2 separate regions of the Bos taurus genome follow, and region 1 is linked to region 2. A link is a contact called in public Hi-C data. All regions are on one chromosome and are shown on one strand. The core of a region is the stretch at or near the end of the contact, and the rest is flanking DNA. Distances in the headings are between cores, read along the strand shown. Region 1 holds the start of NDUFB6 (NADH:ubiquinone oxidoreductase subunit B6). Region 2 overlaps CLU (clusterin).

What was found. Hi-C and Micro-C count contacts between places; a contact is called where the count stands out from the background.
Region 1: a Hi-C map of liver shows a contact between it and region 2, with 6 times the contacts expected there. The contact joins the promoter of NDUFB6 here to the enhancer-like site in region 2.

What each region holds. Positions count from the first base shown.
Region 1 is chr8:11,501,533-11,508,744 of ARS-UCD2.0, reverse strand. NDUFB6 (NADH:ubiquinone oxidoreductase subunit B6) reads right to left here and starts at 4,018. Exons shown (of 4, transcript NM_175787.2): 1 at 3,749-4,018. The coding sequence starts at 3,928. It overlaps LOC112447772 (a long non-coding RNA gene), which reads left to right and starts at 4,133. Exons shown (of 6, transcript XR_009495512.1): 1 at 4,133-4,251.
Region 2 is chr8:11,189,530-11,196,960 of ARS-UCD2.0, reverse strand. CLU (clusterin) reads right to left here. Exons shown (of 9, transcript NM_173902.2): 7 at 3,828-4,057; 8 at 2,943-3,112; 9 at 2,456-2,710. The coding sequence ends at 2,701. LOC132345923 (pleckstrin homology domain-containing family B member 2-like) reads left to right here. Exons shown (of 2, transcript XM_059889343.1): 2 at 1-2,306. Among named protein-coding and RNA genes, the nearest start is that of CLU, 16 kb to the right of the region's middle. Within about 2 kb of position 6,125, at least 7 of the 102 cell types and tissues checked have an H3K27ac peak or open chromatin away from gene starts, as enhancers often do. A contact at or near this core is called in liver, where this site is marked.

The sequences.
Region 1 (7,212 bases), core at 2,769-5,268, 310 kb before region 2:
TGATTTAACCAGAGTAACCAAAACTATAGAATTTTCAGGTAAACTCATTTCCCTGATTTATCAACGTCAGATACGCACGATCAACACCATTTATCAACGTCAGATACGCACGATCAACACAACACATTCCACGTGTAGGGTGGACAACCTTGAGTACACTAATGCTAGAAAAAGAATGTTTTACCTACTGGGATAAGGGTGGCCCAAGCTCACTTTGAGGTGCCTTTACACATGCTGTTTTTAAAAAGAAAGGCAAAGGACAGCTAAAAATGGAGTTTTTCCATGGCAGCCAATTTCAGTGAAAGAGACCTATCCTTTCAGGGAATGGATAACCTAGATTATAAGTGCTATAATAGATATGATTATGGAAGAGAACGTTAACTCTTAAGTAAGGCAAGACAGATTTCAACAAATGATTATTTCCTTAAATCACTGGCTGTCAATTTTCAATCAGTGGCTGCCAGTGAGTAATATCAGAGATACAAACTGGGAGAGGGGAGGAGAGTTGAATTTTACCACCATAAATTAGCATTGAATACGTTCTTTGACAGACTTTGTAGCACAGTAAGAAAGTAGATACACATGGATTTCAAAGTGAACTCCTTCTATTACTAGCCCTGTGACCATGGGTAAATCACTGAATTTTTGTAGGTCTCCATTCCCACACACTTACAATAAGGATGAGGAAAGTTTCTACATTACAGCAGTAAAAACTTAAGTTTTTTATTTATTTTTTAATTTAATTTAATTTTACTTTTTAACTTACAATATTGTATTGGTTTTGGCATATATCAAAATGAACCCGCCACAGGTATACATGTGTTCCCCATCCTGAACACACATAAAAGTGCCAGGCACAAAGTAAGCACCCAAGTGTTATTTATTACCACTATTATTAGCCAAAGTCCCAAGGAATTCTGAGATACAGTATTCATCACCCATAACTGATGTGACTTAACAACGGCTTTAAGAAAATGTGAAGAGACCCCGAAAATAAAGACAACACTTGAATGATCTTCTGCAGAGTAAAGCCCAGGAATGACACCCTTAAACAAAAGAATGCGTTAAATGTACATGGTGGTTAAGGAAGTTCAGTTCAGTTCAGCTCAGTCGTGTCTGACTCTTTGCAACCCTATGGACTGCAGCACGCCAGGCCTCCCTGTCCATCACCGACTCCCAGAGTTTACTCAAACTCATGTCCATCGAATCGGTGATGCCATCCAACCATCTCATCCTCTGTCGTCCCCTTCTCCTCCCGCCTTCAATCTTTCCCAGCATCAGGGTCTCTTCAAATGAGTCAGATCTTCGAATCAGGTGGCCAAAGTATTGGAGTTTCAGCTTCAACATCAGTCCTTCCAATAAACACTCAGGACTGATCTCTTTTAGGATGGACTGGTTGGATCTCCTTGCAGTCCAAGGGACTCTCAAGAGTCTTCTCCAACACCACAGTTTAAAAACATCAATTCTTTGGCACTCAGCTTTCTTTATAGTCCAACTCTCACATCCATACATCACTACCAGAAAAACCGTAGCCTTGACTAGACGGACCTTTGTTGGCAAAGTAATGTCTCTGCTTTTGAATATGTCTGCTGCTGCTGCTGCTGCTGAGTCGCCTCAGTTGTATCCGACTCTATGCGACCCCAGAGACGGCAGCCCACCAGGCTCCCCGGTCCTTCGGATTCTCCAGGCAAGAACACTGGAGTAGGTTGCCATTTCCTTCTCCAATGCATGAAAATGAAAAGTGAAAGTGAAGTCGCTCAGTTGTGTTCGACTCCTAGCGACTCCATGGACTGCAGCCTACCAGGCTCCTCCGTCCATGGGATTCTCCAGGCAAGAGTACTGGAGTGCGGTGCCATTGCCCTCTCCGTTGAGTATGTCTAGGTTGGTCCTAACTTTCCTTCCAAGGAGTAAGTGTCTTTTAATTTCATGGCTGCAGTCACCATCTGCAGTGATTTTGGAGCCCCAAAAAATAAAGTCTGACACTGTTTCCACTGTTTCCCCATTTATTTCCCATGAAGTGACGGGACCGGATGCCATGATCTTAGTTTTCTGAATGTTGAGCTTTAAGCCAACGTTTTCACTCTCCTCTTTCACTTTCATCAAGAGGCTCTTTAGTTCTTCTTCACTTTCTGCCACATAGGTGGTGTCATCTGCATATCTGAGGTTACTGATATTTCTCCCAGCAATCTCGAATACAGCTTGTGCTTCATCCAGCCCAGCATTTCTCATGATGTACTCTGCATAGAAGTTAAATAAGCAGGGTGACAATATACAGCCTTGATGTACTACTTTCCCGATTTGGAACCAGTCTGTTGTTCCACGCCCAGTTCTAACTGTTGCTTCCTGACCTGCATACAGATTTCTCAAGAAGCAGGTCGGGTGGTCTGGTATTCCCATCTCTTTCAGAATTTCCCACAGTTTATTGTGATCCACACAGTCAAAGGCTTTGGCATAGTCAATAAAGCAGAAGTAGATGATTCTCTGGAACTCTCTTGCTTTTTCGATGATCCAGCGGATGTTGGCAATTTGATCTCTGGTTCTTCTGCCTTTTCTAAAACCAGCTTGAACATCTGGAAGTTCATGGTTCCCGTATTGTTGAAGCCTGGCTTGGAGAATTTTGAGCATTACTTTACTAGCGAGTGAGATGAGTGCAATTGTGCAGTAGTTTGAGTATTCTTTGACATTGCCTTTCTTAGGGACTGGAATGAAAACTGACCTTTTCCAGTCCTGTGGCCACTGCTGAGTTTTCCAAATTTGCTGGCACAGCATCATCTTTTAGGATTCGAAATAGTTCAAATGGAATTCCATCACCTCCACTAGCTTTGTTTGTAGTGATGCTTCCTAAGGCCCACTTGACTTCACATTCTAGGATGTCTGGCTCTAGGTGAATGATCACACCATCGTGATCATCTGGGTCGTGAAGATCCCTTTTGTACAGTTCCTCTGTGTATTCTTGACACCTTTTCTTAATATTTTCTGCTTTTGTTAGGTCTATACTATTTCCGTAGTTTATTGAGCCCATCTTTGCATGAAATGTTCCCTTGGTATCTCTAATTTTCTTGAAGAGCTCTCTAGTCTTTCCCATTCTATTGTTTTCCTCTATTTCTTTGCACAGACCACTGAGGAAGGCTTTCTTATCTCTCCTTGCTATTCTTTGGAACTCTGCATTCAAATGAGTATATCTTTCCTTTTCTACTTTGCTTTTCGCTTCTCTTCTTTTCACAGCTATCAACAGCATATCAACAGAACCTTTTCTTTTACAGTAATTAACATGGAGCTGCATTACCAGCTAGAGGATTATCCTGCTTTCGGGTAGTCGAGTGTAGTGTTGGTCTGTGTAATCTCAACCTCAAAAATCACACAAGTGTCCTTGGATACTAAAATCATTGAATTTTAACTCTAGTGAATCCTTGGCCATCCTTCTGAGGAAAGGTTTCCTCAGTCAAAAGAAAGGCAAACCTGTACGTCCTGTATGACCTAGGCAGAGATTCGCCTCCTTCTTATCACACTTGAGAGCCAAAGGGCAAGACAATCCCAAAGCCATACAAGCTCCGAACTCCTGACTTCCAGTGCATGACTCTTGGGACCAGACGGAGTCCCAGACAAGCCGCAGTCTCGACTGAACCTGACTCTCCCTTGGGGAACTTCCGGGGGCAACGCGGCTATAGCGAACAGGTTGTCTCAGCAGCCAGGCCGTGGACTGCGATGGGACGAGAGTGGGTTGGGGTTGGGAAGGGCGGTCACTCACCACGTTCTTCCAGAGAGCTCCGTCTTGCAAAAATTTATTCCAGAATCGCTCCACAGGCGACACCCTCTGCGGAGGCAGCACGGGTTCCCGGGGGCTCAGCTCCTGATCTTTCAGCCATCGCCTTCTTAGCTCTCGAAGCTGCTGCAGCCGCAGTTTCTCCTCGGGCGTATACCCCGACATGTCGCTGCTGATACCAAGGCAGCAAGAGACGGCGCGCACCCGAACCAGGGTCTTGTCACTTACGCGCGCTCCCGCTCTGCAAAGCGACCTTGCGAGGACGCCTGGGAGCGGCGCGCCGTTATAACGTCACTCTGCTCCTGCCTCCGAGCGACTCCAACCTGCACGTAGTGGCTGGGCATGCGCAAAGCCCCGCACACCTCGCCGGCTGTACTGGTCTAAATTACCAGAAGGGGCGGCGGCGGGGATTCTCATTCTTCCAATATCCAGCACACCATTTCTTCCTTAACAGAACCTCTAGTCTTTCGACCTCTCATACTCGTCAGGTAACTAAGCGGCCCCCGCCCCCGCCCTACGGACCTACAGAGTCTGTGGAGACGTTAAGTCTTTTGTCAGTGACTGGAAAAGTGACCCTGAGCAGCTGTCTCAGTCTGTTCCTTCATCTGTTGCTGTTATTGTTTAGTTGCTAAGTCGTGTCTGACTCTTTTGCGACCCCTTGGACTGTAGCCGGCCAGGCTCCTCTGTCCATGGGATTTCCCAGGCAAGAATACTGGAATGAGTTGCCATACCCTTATCCAGGGGAATCTTCCTGACCCAGGGGTCTGCATTGCAGGCGGATTCTTTACAGCTGAGCTACTGGGGGAAGCCCTTCCTTCATCTGTACTGTAGAAGTAAAAAGAATCTCAATATATAGCAGAGTTGTACACATTCACCCTTTGATCCGGTATTCTCACTTCTAGAATTCTATCCTAAAGATATAGTAGTAAAAGTACATGCAATTGTTCACTGCAGCACCATATATATAATAAAATATGGAAATTCCTCAACAAATGGCTAGTTGAATAAATTGTAAACGAACGTAATGAAGTGAGTGCCTGAAAACATAATATTGTTCAGTGAAAAAAAAGCTACGTGGAGAGAAGTGTACATACTACCTTTTATCCAAAAAAGGGAGGACAGTAGTAATGTTATATATAAATTTGCCTATGAAACGCCCTACGGACTATGGCCAACCCAGTAACCATGAATATCTCTAGCTCCTAGATTGTGATCTCTAAATACCATCTTCAATTAAAAGGAGCCAAGACTCCTTAGAGTAGTTAGTTGTTCTTGAAACATTTTGTTCCCTAAATCTCTTTAAATTCTTAAAATTGTGAGAGGGTCCCAAAGAGTTTGTTGATGTGGGTTATATCTATTGATGTTTAGTGCATTAGAAATTAAAACATGTAAAAACAAAAAAAATCTGTTAACAAAAACTACTTAGAAGAGTGCCATTGTAAATTTTTCTAATGTCTGGCTTAATAAATGACAGCAGAATTCTTAAAACTGCTTCTACATTCAATCATAATATCATACATCATGTAACCTTGGGGAACTCTGTATATATTTATGAGACAAAAAGAGTTTAAAAGAGCAAATAGCATCTTAGTATTTTTATGAAAATAATTGTGACCACGCAAACCCCATGATAGGATTACAGGGATGCCCAGGGGCTCCCCAATCACACTTTGAAAACCATCACTTTGGAGAAATAACTAATTTCACATTGGGGTTGGAAATGTAAAATAAGCCTGGAACATCTTATCTTAGCTGAAGGCAGGGAGGTTTTTAAAGACTAGTAGGGTCGTGTCAAAATGATTGAGGAGACAACTTGAATAGACTTACACTGGTCAAAGATGGAATGATTTGAGCATCAGTAAGTATTGTGACTTCAGTGGGTGAATGAAAAATATCAGATACATTTACATACATGATTTTTAAAATGATTTATGATTTTTAAAAATCATGATTTTTTTTCACTATGATTTAAAAAAAAAAACCTTATTGGTCACTTTTTGATGGTGTTAGGGAAAGTGAAAGTGAAAGTGAAGTCGCTCAGTCGTGTAGGACTCTTTGTGACCCCAGTCCATGGGGTGTTAGGGAACCAACTCATTATTTTGAAAACTAAAAAGCAGAGGGAAAAATCAAGCGTTTTTCTGGCCTCATTATATAAATCATAAAGTAACAAAATAGTTGATAAGGAGAAATTTATTCAAAAAATCTAAAAACCTAATAAGAATAGATGGCATATTTAGAATATTACTATTTCGCAAACATTAGTTTGTTAATGAATCAATGCCCAGATCACGAGGTTGAGATCCTTGACAGAGAGCAACTGCGCCCCCTGGTGGAAGACTACCTCACTGCCTGTGAATAAGCCTTGCTAAACAAAAAACTGAACCTGAATCTGATCAAGTTTCTAGATCTAACCACTCATTTACAGGAAACATAGGAATAACATCAGAATGATATTAATACATTATGAAAAATCTAACTTGTAGAAACTTCAGACAAGCATCTCAGATTCTTTAAAAGAATATATGGAGGCGAGAGAGAGAACCTATAGATTAAGAGAAACAACAATAAGAAAACAAACAACCCAATTTAAAAACTGGCCAAAGATCTTAGCAGACACCTCACCAAAGAAGATATACAGATGGAAAGTAGGCATACGAAAAGATGCTCCACATCATATGTCATCAGGGAAATGCAAATTTAAACAATGCCACTACACACCCATTAGAAGTGCAAAAATTTGGAACACTGACAACATGAAATGCTGTGGGAGAGGGTTGTGGAGTAACAGGAACTCTCATCCAATGCTGGCAGAAATGCAAAATGGTATCACCACTCTGGAAGGCTGGAGGTTTCTTACAAAATGAAAATTTCTCTTACCTTAAAATCCTACAATTTTGTTCTTTGGTATTTACCAAAGGAGTCAGAAACTTACATCCACACAAAAACCTACCCACAAATGTTTACAGTACCTTTATTTATACCTGCCCAAACTTGGAAGCAACCAAGATGTCCTTCAGTAGGTGAATGTTTAAATAAACTGTGGTACATCCAGACAGGGCTTCCCTAGTGGCTCAGATGGAGAGAATCTGCCTGCAACGTGGGAGACCTGGGATTCAGTTCCTGAGTTGGGAATATCTCCAGGGAGATACTCCTGGAGAAGGAAATGACAACTAACTCCAGTATTATTGCCTGGAGGATTCCATGAACTGAGGGATCTGGTGGGCTACAACCCATGGGGTCACAAAGAAAGAGTCAAACACAACTGAGAGAATTAAGTGTGCAATAGCATTATATCTTTAAAAACAAAAAAGGAAATACGTTAGCTTTAAAATACTTTATTGGGCTTTCCTGGTAGCTCAGCTGCTAAAGAATCCACCTGTAATGCAGGAGACCCTGGTCTGATTCCTAGGTTAGGAAGATGCCCTGGAGAAGGGACAGGCTACCCACTC
Region 2 (7,431 bases), core at 4,876-7,375:
GTGAGTGAATGGCCGTGGCAAGAAAAACTGCAGTTTTTTTCGTTTAATGTCAGACTTTGAAACCTCAGACCAGAACTGGCTGCATGTTACTTCAGGAGTTATATAGGCTGGAACCTTCCTTAGGCAGTGGTGTGATATCCCACAGCCTCTGGGGCTCCAGCAAAGCTGACTGCTCAGGACGATGGATGGGATGACAGTTTCCCCCCTTGAAAATGATGCTTTTTCATTTTATTCTTATTTGTTTTTGGTAGTGATACTTGGAAAGCAGCCCAAATTAGGAGTAGACTTGAGTGTCAACATTTTAGGGCTTTATCATTTAAAACTTGAAGAAGGCACAACAACTACAAAAAGGTGTGTGGAGGTAGATTTATCTTTTTCAGAGGCATCATGGTTTTAGTGTTTGCTTTGGGCATTTTTTATTGCCACTTCAGCCTACTTATAGCTTATTTTTCTACTTGTTGAGAAAGTATTATTAAGAGAATGGTGAGGAAAGTGAAATGAGAGCCATAGTTGCAGTGTTCCTGTTCCAGGGGATTGGGCTGCACGGAGGATGTGTTTCATGTCCTTCTGAAGGCTGTTGATGAGCCCATCTCCTGTCTTGTGTAGGACTGGGCACTGTTACTGCTCCTGAGCTCTGTGCTGCATGGTGGGGGAAACTCAGGTTATAGATGGGAATTTCGGCCCAGAGACATGAATGACCTGCTCAAGATACCTTTCCACCTGACCAGGACACCGGCCTTGCTTTTATTTCTGACTTTAGTGTCACAGAGAAGCTTGAACCATTTAATTTTGAGCCCCAATTTATATGTGAAGCTCTGAAAAACCAAGGGTCCTGTATTTCTGTAATTTTCTTATTTCTTTAGCTATGTAAATTTTAAAACTTCAGTTGTTCCAGTTTTCTGTCCCGCATGTTTTAAAAAAAATGTACATTTACAAAGGCACATTGAAGGTCTCTGCACCTATACTCCATGTGGCCATGTTTCCATAAAATACACTCCTGGTAGCACAAATTCTGTTTTTATTTTATGTGGCCAGTTACAGACACAGTCTTTTGTTTCACTTATCAGTCCACTCCACCTCCAAGGCAGACTTAAATAGATCTATCTCCGTATGAACACCAGATGCCAAATGAACGTTGTGGTGACCACAGGTCTGTTTCCCTCGCCAATTCTACTGTACTTGGTGACACTGGAGAGTCTGTTTCCAGCTGAAAAGAAATATACTTGGCTGTCATGTCTTGGGATGTGTCATGTGGTGGAAAGTTGCCACATGTGATGCATGACAATACTGCTTTTGATGGTTAAAAATGTTCCTTATTTTACATCATATGTAATCAGAATAGCTTTGTTCAGATGGTAATCATTATTCAAGCTGTATCCTTTACAAGCAAAATACTAAACTCAGTTTTTAATGTTGCACTGGAATGTTAATTTTGAAATAGGAATTACTGGAACCACAGATACTGAGTTATGTCACTGAAATGCCCTTGAAGGAGGTGGTCTCCCTGTGTTCTGCCCCCTGACAGAGTGGGGGGACCTGTGGACTGAAGTCCTGTCATACATGTGCTCCCCCATCTCCAGTCCCTGTCCCTAGCTGGGCAAGCCACGCTGGGCAACTGTAGTTGAGTCTGGAAGTTCACTGTCCCTAGTGACTTCATCCTGAGAGGAAATGCGTGCTCAGCATAAAGACGGGCTGAGATGCTTCATTTCCCTGGCTCCAGTTCTCATAGATGCCAATCTTTTGGTCACCTCGCTTAGGTAGTCCTAAATCAAGAAGTTAGGTGAGTTGGAGGAACTTGTTCACTTTAACTGAAGTAAAATGTTTAGTCAGCATTTTATTTCCATGTGCACTTTTAAATAGTTGGCCGTTGATGTTGCACACATGCCAGTCTGCTTGTTTCTTAGCTCTGTGCATTTAATTTCTTGAGTTAACTTCAAGGTTAGATTTAAAGAGAAGGGAGAGATGAGCGACTGTGTTTCAGATCAACATTGATGAAGTGGCCCGGACCGGGATGCAAGATCTGGATCATGGGAGAAGTTCCTGCCATTGATACAGAATGACCCACGTTTGTTTTCTACATTAATTGTGATTCTGTGTGATCTTTTTCTCCTTCCCAAGTTTATAGACACCGGCATGGAATGCAGTTCCATTTTTTTTCCCCTCGGGTTGGTATTTTCTTTTCTCTTCTGATTGCTTGCCTGTCTCCAGTATTCTGTTGTGTCCTCTGAACCAGTTTTTCCCTGTATATGCAAATTGTATGTTTATAAGTGAAAATGTTAATACATTAAATGATTGTTAACCTTAAAGCATAAAAAAAAAAAAAAAAAAGAACCTGGTGGGCTACCAGGTTCTGTAATAGAGATCAATAGAGGCTGAGTAAATAAACAACAGTGAACTAAGATTCCATATGTCTCAGGACGCAGTCAAAAAAAAAAAAAGAGGACACAGCAGAGCATTCAGATTACAAGGTGGTTTATTGAGTTAGTGGCATGCGAGCAAGTTCTTCCCGTGATCAGCAAACGCAGGCATTAGTGCGTTTCAGAGGAGTTCAGAGGAAGGAGAGGCTGGAGGGGTCAGGAGGACCTCGAGGTCAGGGCCTGGTCATCTGGCGACGTGCAGAGCTCTCTAAAGGGGCCTGAAGCTCATCTCAGGGGCAAGTGGGTGCAGACGCCCGATACTTGCAAAAGCAACTTTCACGCCTCACTCCTCCCTGAAAAAGAAGCGGGGGAGGGGAAGGTAAGCTGATACTCCTTGAGAAGCAGCAATCAACACTTTGATTCTCACCAACCCTGAAAGAACATCCTCCAAAGAAAGAAAAAACTTCCTAGTAGCTTCCCAACTTCCTGCCTGGGCTCTGGTTGCAGCTCCAGTGATACCCAGGCTGCCCCCCACTTTTTTGGACCCCCAGACGGACCGCAGTGGGGCAGGGGGCACAAACTCACTGGCTCTTCCGGCGGTATTGCTGCAGTGCTTTCTCTGCCACATTCTCCATGAAGTTAGGACTGGAGACTTCCTGCGGGACCGTCACTGTGATGGGGAAGGAGTTGAAGAGTTTCACAATCACCTTGGTGAGGCCAGACGGGATGCTGGGGTCGGAGTTGTGGGAATTCACCTGGAAGGAGAAAAGAAAGGTCACGACGGGGTGGGGATGACAGTCAACATGGACTCGGCTGGCAACTAAAGTCGGGCTTCATTCGGATCCACGGACCCCTTTGCTTTTCACTCACCTCCACTTTCTATACAACTCGGGGAACAGAAATGCCCTAACCCCACAGACACACTAGTCTGGTGAGGGGGTAAACGCCTTCCACAAAGGGCCAGTCCAGGGGGGGCCCCACCAAGTAAAATATGGTTTCGAGCCGCCTGCTTCCTTTGGGCAGCCACTGGTCAGGTGGTGGTAGAAATAGCAGCAGGGAGAGAAAAAGAAACGTTTCCTGGTACTAGAGTGAGGCTTCTTATCACTGGAGGAGAACAATGGGCCAGTTCATGGGGCCTCCTATGTGAGACAGGGCAGCTCTCCAGAAAGAGCTCTCACCCTGCAGCTGGACGGGTGATCACCCCTCAGGTGGGAGATGCGGGGTAAGCTGTTGAACCACGCCCTTTCCTCACCCATAAAATGGGACTGTGACACTCTGCCTCACTGGGCAACAGGGCCTCCGTGCACCGCTGTGCCTGAGGGTTCGCTTCCTGGGGTAGGACAAGTGCTCCATCGGAAGCAGACATGGCCCCATGAACATCTTGATCCCGTTTCACCCCCAGGGGAGGACCACACGACCTCCAGGCCGCACCGAGGGCGTAGCGGCAGTGCACGGCCAGCAGGGACTCACCGTGAAGACCTGCAGGTAGTGCTGGTCGTCGCTCTGCGTGAGGTTGGCCAGCTGGGACACCCAGGTGAACTGCTCGTTCAGCTGCTTGAGCAGGGCCGACGTGTTGAGCATCTTCTGCTGGTAGGACTGGAGCAGCTGGTCGTACAGCCTGCTGAACTTCTCCGCCAGCTGCAGGGATGCGTTCAGCTGCTGGCGCAGCAGCGTCTGAGTCGGGTTGCTGGCCGAACAGTCTGCCCAGAGAGGCAAAGAACACAGACAGATGACAGAAAGGTGAAGGGAGAGCTCAACAGGGATGCAGACAAATGGCAACCGGGTCACGCAGCCAGGACCTGAGCCAGAGCTACTCAGAATGCCATCTTTCCACCAAGCATCCGCGGTCAGCCCAAGACAAAGCAGAGAGCTGGCCCTGAGTGTGACTCAGCATGTGCTGTCTTCATCAAGAAAGTCTTGCTCTGGAAGATGGTGTCAGCTGAAGTAAACTGTCTTGGTGACATCACTGATTTCTCTTTGGGTGCAAGACCCTGTCTCCCTGGAGACGGGCAAGGAGGGGCACTGCCCCACACCTCATGAAGCATGGCCTCGGGGCTCCGTGTGCTCAGACTAGGAGATCCTCTCACTGCCCTGTCCCCTCAGGAACCATTTCCAGAAGTGGTGGATGTTATCTGTAGCTGCTATTTGTCCAGTACTGCTATGCTTATGCTCAGGCATTACCAAGCGCTCTGGATAGCAGTGATCATTAATAGTCTGATGTATTCTGACGTCCAGCAATGAAACTGAGGACCACAGAGCTAAACCATCTGCCTAAAGTCATAGGATGAACGATTTGGGAGGTCAGGATGGTGAACCCAGAGCTGTAACTCCTAAACTTGGGCTCTTGCTACTCAGTCTACGGCTCTGGAAACTTCTCCAAGCTAGCTTATATCTACAGAGTTGGAAATTCTGGCCCCAAGAAGCTAAGTAGCAGAAGAGCCAGCCAGGATCCTCGGACCACAAGCACACAGGGACTGAGGGCTGTGGGCCCAGGTTTGCCCGCCTGCCCATCACGGCTGGCTACCAACCTCACCAGAGAGTAGGCAAGTTCATTGATTTTGGCCCCCACCCCTACCCCACCCACCGCAGATGGTGAGATAGACAAGAGCTAGAAACAACACTCTCTCTTTAAACACTCTCTCTGTTTTTCTCTCCCTTAATTGTTGAAAAATATGCCCAAAAGAGCACATGAAACTCAAGCAAGTCAGGGAAAAAGGAGGAGTTCTTTGCATACTTCATCATGCTGGTTGTAATCATTTCTATTAATGGAGGAGCAAGCAATCAGGTGGAGCAAGACATAGGATTATGAACAATAAGCTGAGTTGAGAAATACGCACAATGACTACACTCTCTGTGCCAGGGAGTCATTGAAAGTAAGGACAGCCACTGGGAACCAGGATGCAGCCTAGGGCAGTGGCCCTCACCTGGGGCGGTGCTGTCCCCAGGGATATTTGACAAGGTCTGAAAACACTTTTGGTTGTCACAACTGGTCGGGGGGCGGTGGGAGGTTACTGGCATCCAGGGGCTAGAGGCCAGAGATGCTGCTAACTGCCTTACAGTGCACAGGGCAGCCCCGTCACAAACAGAGATCCGGCCCAGGGACTTCCCCAGTGGTCCAGTGGTTGAGAATCCACCTTGCAATGCAGGGGTCACGGGGTTGATCCCTGGTTAGGGAACTAGGATCCCACGTTGCATGCCGCAACTACTGAGCCCACCCACTGCAATGCATGACGCAGTGAAGATCCTGCATGCCACAGCTAGGACCCAATGCAGCCAGATAAAAATATTTTTTAATAGTTATTTAAAAAATGATGAAGCCTATCATTTAAAAAAAAAAAAAAGAATGATCTGGTTCAAAATGCCAGGAGAATGGAGATTGCAAAAGTCCCGTCTGGAGGTCCCAGGCAGCACACACATGCTCCAACGGCTGCAAGCACCTTAGATAAGAGGTCCTAAGTCCTCCTCAATGTAGAAAAAAAACAGTGTTTCAGGAAGTTGTGATCAGTGACGGTTAAGATCGGTATCAGGGGCACCAATCTGAGCTTGGGCGTCGGGAGGTCTCTTCTTCTGGCCCTAAGGTGACTTTCTCACCGTGAGGCACTATGTGATTTATGGCTTTCTAACTGTGATATGTTATGGGCTAAACCCAAGAGGCGGGCGTGTGGGCTCACCTCACTCCTTCATGGATCAGCCTCACATACCACTTGTACTTTTGCAGTGGCTTCTAAAATCACAGCACTGAGACTGGGAATATTTAACTAGACTCTGAAGGGCTGCCCAGGCACCCGAAAGAATTAAGTAAGAGCAAAGCAAACACCCCCCAGGATCGACTCACTCAGTACAGAGAAATAATTAACTCCTTCCTTCCAAGCATAGACTTTTGTGAGCCAGGAAGTGTGTCACTGCTTTTATAGCTGTTTACCTCCAAGTAGGAAGAATTCCGGAGAAGGCAATGGCACCCCACTCCAGTACTCTTGCCTGGAAAATCCCATGGACAGAGGAGCCTGGTAGGCTTCAGTCCATGGGGTCGCTAGGAGTCGGACACGACTAAGTGACTTCATTTTCACTTTTCACTTTCAAGCTTTGGAGAAGGAAATGGCAATCTACTCCAGTACTCCTGCCTGGAGAATCCCAGGGACGGCGGAGCCTGGTGGGCTGCCATCTATGGAGTCGCACAGAGTCGGACACGACTGAAGCGACTTAGCAGCAGCAGCAGGAAGAATTCAGTCCCCTTGATAAAACAGAGAGCAACAGCGGAAGAGAGCTATTTCCTCCAACTCAGGGATCAACCAACCACAGGGAATATGGCCAGAAAGCGAAGGTACCCCGAGGAGAGACCATATGTTCAGGGCAGAGAACATAGCAGCAATGGTGGGGAACACCTCCCAAACACCCCCCAGGAGGGGCGTCCAGTAATCTTGGCAGGTCACCAAACCTTCTCTGACTCAGTCTCCTCCTCTGTAAGAAAAGCAGCCACCCCAGTTATTCTAGGGAAAGAGCAAATGTTTGTAAAGTGTTGAGAAGAAGGGTGTTTGGTAACAAACACACGGCAAGAGTTTGTTTAATAGAGTACGTACTGCTGAAGCACTTCCTCGATGGCTCAGTGGTAAAGAATCTGCCTGTCCATACAGGAGACTTGAGTTCAATCTCTGGGTTGGGAAAATCCCTTGAAGTAGGAAATGGCAACCCACTCCAGTATTCTTGCCTTGGAAATCCCATGGACAGAGGAGCCTGGGCTACAGTCCATGGGTTGCAAAGAGTCAGACATGACTTAGCGACAACAACATACTGTCTAAATTTTCATCGTCTGCAGCCAAAAATGAAGTATACTAGGTTTAGCCCCTGGGAACAGACTGACTGGAGGAAGTCACAGGATGACAGCTTTTTAGAAAGCACCCCTCCCACAGTCAGCCTGTTAACCATGAGCTGATATGATAAGTATTCTGTCTCCTGACCTCAGGGACAACTCTGCATCTTAACCCTCAACCCCAGATGGGGGATCCAGGGAAAGCCAAGCAAAGGCCAGTCCCCCCTACCAAGAGCCACAGCTGAAGGCAGCAGAGCTGGCATTAAA